Regions from separate parts of the Sus scrofa genome. Here region 1 is linked to region 2. Evidence: chromatin contacts called from public Hi-C data. All regions are on one chromosome and are shown on one strand. The core of a region is the stretch at or near the end of the contact, and the rest is flanking DNA. Distances in the headings are between cores, read along the strand shown.

Region 1 (4,003 bases), core at 1,247-3,746, 150 kb before region 2:
CTGGGAATATATTAATAGCCCCATCTCCAGTAGCATGCCAGGTATACAATTAGTCTGTTCTTCCTTGCAGGGCATACTCATATCCATTGGATAATAGTATTTCTGCCAAATCTCCATATAAAGATCCAGACAGTTTTAAAGCAGCCTCATTCTTGGTTCTGAATTCGCATTTCATTGCCCTGTTAGAACTGAAGCTTTCCTATCAAGAGCCCCGGTCTCATTTAGTTCTTTCCACCTGATCAGGAGCTGGTCTTATTTCCTTAATTCCAAGCTATTTTTATGAGTTCCTGCTACATAGCCTTGTTAAATCACCCAGAGTCACAGTTCTGTGACCTGCCTATTTCTTTGATCCCAGAATATTTTCTGCCATACTTCTTTTCACTATATCAGACATTTTAACTAAAAACAGAAAACAAAAATTTGGCCTAGATCAGAACAGTATGCCATGATATCTGTGGTACTGCAAAAAGGACTGCTGACTGTTCTACTGCAGTCCTGCCTGGTCACTGCCCTTAGTCCCACCAGTCATAAAGCAGATCTCTATGTGCTCTGCTCCAGCACTAGTAATAAACCAAAATAATTTGTAGGTAATGAGTCAACTAAAGCTTAATTCTCTATTTAAAAAATAACAAAAGTAGGGAGTTCCCATTGTGTCTTAGTGGTAATGAATTCGACTAATATCCATGAGGATGTAGGTTCGATCCCTGGCCCTACTCAGTAGGTTAAGGATCTGGCATTGCTGTGAGTTCTGGTGTAGGGCTGCAGGTGCAGCTCCGACTTGACTCCTAGCCTGGGAACTTCCACATGCTGCAAGTGCAGCCCTAAAAAAAGAAAAAAATATATATGTAGCAAATTAGTATGATGGAATTTTGGAATGGGTGGGAAAATATCCACTGAGTCTAAGTTTTGCTAGAATTTAAATATACAAATAACATATAAATATACAAATAACACATATAACAAATATACAGATAACATAGGTATATGATTTATAGTCATATATCCATTTATGATAAGTATCTGGTTGATTTGCTAATTTGGTTCTAGTGAAGCCAAGTTTGTACATGGAAACAGTAATCACCTGTCCTGTCTTATGTATCATTGCCCTTAGATATGAGAGCTATATGGGAAAGATGAACTTGAATAAGGCAAACATATCAACATTACTAGGAAAACATCTCAAGACACATGTCTTATAGATGGAGTTGGAACAGTTTTCCTCATACATATATCTCTAAAAACACAGATCACCTGCTATGTTATTTACTCCTCCAAAGAATTCCTCAAGAATACACTCCTAATTTATGCACCCAATTATGCAGGCATAACTCACTGAATAAACATATATTAAACACCAATAACCCAGGCAATTTCTAAGTGGCTTCTGCATAAATTGCCAATTTGCTTACATATGAGTTTGTCACTGGTCACAGCTGGTAAGAACAGGAAAGTTCATTTGACCCAACGGAAGACATTTTTTTTCCTAATATTTATAGGGATACTATTAAAACTGTGTTATGTGTTTACACTGATTCAGGAAACTGAGTTACAACAAAAACCAGGTTTCTTTACTCTTTAGTCTGCTACTCCCATGCTGTGTTTGAATGTTTGGGAACAGAAGCTGGAGGGAGTCAAAGGGTTTTGCGGAATGAAAGCATGTGACTTGCAGCTCTCAGCGGAGCAATTTAGGAGGAAAGGAGAGAGTGAATACAGACTGAGTAAGGGCAGAGCCAGGGAGAGAGGCAAGGTTGCACATTTTGTCATGTGGTAATTACCTATGACTCTGAAACAGATTTTTCAAGTCTACAGAATCACGGAATCTGCAATCCTGATGCACTGGACCATGGCCACGGCATCGAGATGACTACTGTCATCTGACACAAAACCTAGACCAGCCTAGGCTACTCTCACCATTAGGTGAGATACTATCTGTAGACAAGATAGTATTTCCTCATATGTAAATAGTATAATAAATAAGATTAGGGATTCAAAATAGCTATTTGCCCCATGTGTACCAACATTCTATGTGGCCATGCTTCTATCTGTGTACAAATTACTCACTTGCTCTTTCTTACTTGCTCTCTTTCTTTATGCTTCAACAAACGCCAACCTCCTTATTAAAGCAGCCAATTATCCCAGACAGTAAAGTCTCAGATGTGCCTCTGAAAATGAGGGTAAAGGTTTTTGAAGACTTTGGAGTTTAGTTTCCATTTAAAATTCCTTATTTTCCTGGGAGGAAAACAGAGGCAGGCTTTTTGTCAACCTGGATGAATAAAACTGCCCTGTGTGATATGCAGATATATTTTTTATATACATGGAGAGAAAAGATTAAGAGTTTCTCTGGGTTCTGCCCACTCATCTCCACTATGATCACTGTCAGCTTTTCAAGCAGAAAGGAAGAGGATGACCTCACAAGCACCCCAGGGGCCCAGCCTGGCCTCACAGCTTTGGCAGTTCTCTCATCATTAGATCCGCTGCCGCAGGCTTCTCAGTGTGAACAGTAATTCACAGGGGAGAGCAATCAGCTCCCTCAGCAGAGAACATCCAGCCAGGAGCTCCAGCCTCAGTGCTGGGATGGCTCTGCTCAGGACTGCACTTGCCAAACCTACCAGCCTGCTGGGCCCAGAACAATTAGGCACTGTGAGCCCTCTGGGGGACACCAAGATGAACAACACATGATTTCTCCCTGCACAAGATAACAATATATAGGGAACACAGAAGCACCTAAAATAGCAAGGCAGTCCTCACCAGTTCTAGAATGGCTTTCCTCTACAGGTTATGTTAGCATATATTCCAGACACTGGAGTACAATTATTATCACTGAACAGGTAAGTTTCTTCATGATGTTGAGAGCAACACATGCTGCATGGTCTTTAACTTCTCAGCCTCTGGCACAGGCCCTGCACACTTCCTCTGAGTCTGAGTCTCTGCTTACATGCCCTTTTCCTGGAGAGGTCCATCCATTGCACTCCATTTCCCCCTTTATTTTTTGTCAGAGTTCACATTACTTCGTGATGTTACACATTTGTCTACTTGTTATCATTCTGATCGTCAGAATAAAAACTTTGTAAGAATGGGCTCTTGGAGTTCCCGTTGTGGCTTAGAGGAAACGAATCTGACTAGCATCCATGAGGACAGTCCTGGCCTTACTCAGTGGGTTAAGGATCTGGCATTGCTATGAGCTGTGGTGTAGGTCACAGACGTGGCTCGGATCTGGTGTTGCTGTGGCTGTGATGTAGGCAGGCAGCTACTGCTCCGATTCAACCCCTAGCCTGGGAACCTCCATATGCCACGGGTACAGCCCTAAAAATACCAAAAAAAAAAAAAAGAATGGGGCTCTTATCAATCTTTTTCACTATTGTATCTTTAGTGCCTAGAACACTGCAGAACAGGTGCTCAATATCTATTTTATACGTAACATTTCACAACAAATAAATACTTATATAATTAATGAATTGATTTAATACTGTAACAGATGTAGGAAATGCTCTGAAAACTCAATGCAGAAATTAATCTTGGCTATTGAAGGATCAGAAAAGGTTTCATGGAGCAGGGCCTTAAAAGTGTGGGTAGGATTTCAATGGTCCAGAACCCCAAGGTTGCCAGGGGCAGCACACATTCAGGGAGGGAGTCATGAAGAGTGGGTAGTTGCAGATGAAGTATTGTTTATACTTCAGTTACTAGTTAAATTTAGCAGATTTATTTATTGAGAACCTACTATATGCCAGGCACCAGTCTCATTTCTGAGAAAACGAACAAAGGAATTAGACACAAGCCCTAGTATTCAACATGTAATAGGAGAATAGACCAATTTGGTTTTAAACTCAAATCTGGTGATCAGGAGACTGGATTTTATTCTCTTCTCAGGGGGGAGTCTTGGAAAGCTTGTGAGCTAGGGGAACACAGTTATTATGTAGAAAACAAAGAGAGGCATTAGAATGTTGAATAAAGCAAGACTAACAGAAGCTTCAATTCTCAGAAGAGATTTCTTTCTTTCCGTAAT
Region 2 (4,274 bases), core at 278-2,777:
AGAGCCAAACTCCTTAATAGGAAACAATTTGGCAGGTGATAGCGAGAGAGAGCCCAACTAACAGAGAAATATGCAATGCATCCCTAAGATCCCTGCTGATTTTTTGGTTAGGCAGCAGAGCCAAGAAGTTGAAAGGATGCTTGCATTTACGACTGGTGAAGACTACAGAGAAAGCCTTTTCTAAAGTGTGACTTGGCTTTCCCCCAAACATTACATTACCCTTGAATGGAAAATTGATCGGATGACATATGGTGATAACATCTGCCACCCATGGATAAAGCCGTAGTGCCATGTGGGTGGTAATGGAAGCTGTAATAGCGAGGGTGGAGAATTTAATGACAGTATGTAACACTGAGGAAAGTAACAGCAATCTGAAAGGAAGGAACAATCGCTGTAAATCTTAGTGATGGGTACTACAGGACTATACATCCTGTTCTCTGTAGTCATCTGAGAGGGAACGATGGAAATGAAAGATGCTTTGTCATTTTATTTCCTCTTAGTTGATCTCAGCCATAACCCCTGGGGAGGAATTTCTCCCAGATAGTGCTGTGGGTAGGCACTCTTTCCTTATCAGTACACAGATATTTATTACAAATCTGGCATGATCATGGCAAAAAATCACAGCAATTCAGGGCTATTTATACAAAAGACAAAAATGAAGGTCAATACATTACTTCCAAAGGTTTCTTTAAAAATATTATTTAAATACGAATTTCCAGGAAGCAAACAAAGCAAGTAACAAAATAATGTTTCATAAATGAAATATTTAAGTTCATTTCTTTTGCCCTTCTCACACAGGAACAAAAGAGTGCTTACAGTTGCGCACTGCAAACAGAAGAGTTTTATTTGCAAAATAGCAAAAAGAACAAGAAAAATCTTGCCCTGGTTGCATGGTAATGTGAGGTATGGCCAAATATCCCATGGAATTCACATATTTGACATTGGTAGCAGGTGTTCTGAGAGACTGGAACATAAAACATTTTCAGGTGAATTTTGTTTCTCAAAATGGTCTTAAAATCCTAATACTGTTTTTTAAAGTGTCCTTGATTAGTTCAAAGGTAGTTCTATGTTTCCTTAAATTTTAAAGAATAATTTTTGGTTTTCCTCTTTCCTAAAATAAGAGAAAGCAGCAGCTGGTTCACCGTGCTTTTCTGACAGTTGACTCTAAACTGACTCAGGGCAACCCATAGAGGGGGAATGTAATGCCAAGACCACTTTTTTCCATCCAGTTTAAATTTTTCATCCAGTTTAAACCAGACCAGTTGAAATCACTGCATTTCCTAACCCCTCATTCACACAGAATTCTGAAGTGTTCTCACCCTCCCGGATTTTCTCCCCGACTCCATTTGCAGGAACGAAAAAGAGATGGGGATTTTACGTTCTGATCTTACCAAGGAGGATGCTGTAACACTGAGCCAGGAGGGAAGGCGGCAGGGCACAACCATTAAAAAACAATGACACAGCCTTGGAGAAAAATACGACAGGACAGAACGCGCTCAGAACTGACCAGGCTCAAGATGGCGAAGATCTGACTTCCCAGTAGACGCTGAGCGTCCTTACGCACTCATTGGAATACATTAGCATACTGACCGACACACCCCCCAGCGCCAGGACGCTTCCGAGGCTGACCTGAAAAGCGCAAAAAGTCGACATTGGCCCAATTCCTGGAAACCCACACCCCTTCTCCAAAATACTTAGAATACTCCACTTACTCCTTAGGTAAGAAATTATCCAGCCCATAAAAGAACTAAGCACCGCACATTTCCAGCCACGTTAGCCTTCTGAGTCGGACCACATTCTGCCTTGGAATGTGTGTCTCTCTAAAGAAACTTGCTTTCACTTTACTGTGACCCACTCTTGAATTCTTTCCTGGGCTAAGCCAAGGACCCTCACTTTGCCACCCAGCCCAGGAACTCACTCAAGACCTGCAACATGACCATCCTCTCCAGCCTTCTTCTCCTGCAACATGATTAATGTTATTGTTGGTATTGTTATTGTTATTATTTTCTGACAAAGATCAGTTTGCAATTGTGAATGTATTTAAAGCAAAGGAATAAGCTTATAAAGGATAAAAACGAATAGGTAGGGTAGGTTTTTATGACTTTTCTCAACCAAGTGTTCGAAGCAAATAGCACTTGATCATTCAGAGACATGTGTAATTAACTTTAAAATGTCTGGGTATTCTAACTTTGTTTTGTAGATTTCAGGAAAATCCTTTTGGATTAAGACCCATACACTCTTGGGAGTTCCCGTTGTGGCTCAGCAGTTAATGAACCCGACTAGCATCCGCAAGGCCATGGGTTCGATCCCTGGCCTCACTCAATGGGTTAAGGATCTGGCATTGCCGTGCAGATGTGGCTTGGATCCTGCTGTTGCTGTGGCTCTGGCATAAGCCAGCAGCTACAGCTCTGATTGGACGCCTAGTCTGGGAATCTCCATATGGCACTGGTGCGGCCCTAAAAAGACCTGTACACTCTCTTTAAAAGGAATAATAGAAGTTAAAATGTGTAAAGGTCTCTCAGATAAAGGAACTAGATATACCAGGGAAATTGCAGAGAAAATAGGAATAAAGGTTAACTACTGCCTAGTTGTGAAGATAAAAACACAACTTAGAATTATGGCAACTGGGTATCAATAAGCAAAGTCCTAGGTCATTATCAGTCTCACGGGCTTTCACCTGACATGGATTCCAGATTAACCACTTGGTCAGACTGTGCTGACTTTTGCCATAGTTCTCTGATTCGAAACACTACACAAAGAGACCTTTATCCTTTCTTTAACTTTTAGGCCTTTCCTTAAGGTTATCCAACAACTATGCATGTTGAATATGGGCATTTTAGGAGATCCTTAGTTCTAGATTCCTTCCTTTTACCATTCTCTTCATTTCCAATAGGAAGGTCCTGATACAATAAATCTGCCTATGTTGTTTAAGAGACAACACTCCTCATTCTTCTTTATTAATGTTTCTATCTATGTACCTTCTTCCAACCAAAACAGGATCTTGGATTGGAAATTCTGAGAGTTCCTCTGGAAAACTTGACTTAAAATATCTTTTTTCTTCAGCCTGCCAAGGCACACATTTTATGAGCTTCCTAGATAATTGGGCCTGAGAAGTAACTTTTTTTGGCAAAGAGTAAATTGGTCTCAGGCCAATACTGGGTCTCTAGGAAAGATTGCTTAAAAAGGAAATTCCAAGAGAGTTATAATGTGGGAGTGGCCAGTGACCAAATAGGCATGTTTCCCTTTTAAATGCCATTACTAGCATAGACAAATATGTATTTTTCTACAGATGAAAATATTGTTATGTCATGGCTTATTCCTGTTTTAAGGCTACAGGCTCAAATTATGGAGGGAGGGAAAAACTCCATTTTCATGAGATGTTGCCCAATGTATTCCATCCTCTACTTTAAATTCTGATGTGTGAAACAAACATTCATAGCCAGATAGCTCCCTAGTTACCACGCAGGTGCAGCTGCTGAACATAGCAGGATTGCAGTTAGTTTTGACACCAGCCATTTGTGCTTGAAGAAATGTCTGATTTTTTTGCTACCCTCAGATGGTTTCACACTCCTGTAGCAAGCAGGGGCTTTTATTATAACACTCATTTTGGGTCAAACTACATCCATTTTTGGGAACCCACCAACACAAATGTTAATGATATACAGATCTGGCCTTTCCTAAGATGGCATTGCATCAGCCAAACTTTATTTCTTGGGGAGGTTGCTAAGACAATTCATAACTCTTGCCAAATTTCATTAATGTGCTGAGTAGACCCGACTTTATCATATGGGTGTTTGTCAGGAGCCAAATCTCTGTACATACATATTGATCATCTCCTTTTTGTGTGTTTTTACTGACTACTAATTTCCATTAAAATAGAAAGTTTGGGGAGTCTCAACAATGTGTATTCCCTTTCAGCAATATCCATCACAATATTTTTATGTAATTTCTCACAGGGAAGTCAAATAAAGCATCATTTTCAAGCAATAGTCTCATGATTTAGCGCTGACTCTGGTTCCTCTCTTGGCCTTGGGTCCTCTGCTGTTATAGGTCGTAAAATCTACTCCTGTGAAAAGTAGATTTCTTTTCAGAGTTCACAAACTGGACACTTGCACCACCACCTCACACTAGCTGCATACCTGTCCTGGCTGATAACTTCCTGTGGCTTTTGTTTTCTGGAATTCTAAGTTGTTCATAATTTTATAATTTTGCAATACTTGCTCATCTCCAGGCATTCATACATTTTATTTCCTTCTGCTCTTTTCCATTGAAAA

The links. Hi-C and Micro-C count contacts between places; a contact is called where the count stands out from the background.
Region 1: a Hi-C map of skeletal muscle shows a contact between it and region 2, with 2.1 times the contacts expected there. The contact joins the enhancer-like site here to the promoter of CSRNP3 in region 2. A contact is called at or near these places in 3 of 47 Hi-C or Micro-C datasets (embryonic fibroblasts, heart right ventricle and skeletal muscle) and 1 of 2 datasets of contacts at active chromatin or transcription factors (skeletal muscle).

Annotation. Positions count from the first base shown.
Region 1 is chr15:72,191,689-72,195,691 of Sscrofa11.1, reverse strand. All of the region lies in intron 6 of CSRNP3 (cysteine/serine-rich nuclear protein 3), which reads right to left. Among named protein-coding and RNA genes, the nearest start is that of GALNT3, 150 kb to the left of the region's middle. Within about 2 kb of position 2,496, at least 13 of the 83 cell types and tissues checked have an H3K27ac peak or open chromatin away from gene starts, as enhancers often do. A contact at or near this core is called in skeletal muscle, where this site is marked.
Region 2 is chr15:72,038,107-72,042,380 of Sscrofa11.1, reverse strand. CSRNP3 (cysteine/serine-rich nuclear protein 3) reads right to left here and starts at 1,527. Exons shown (of 9, transcript XM_005671893.3): 1 at 1,392-1,527.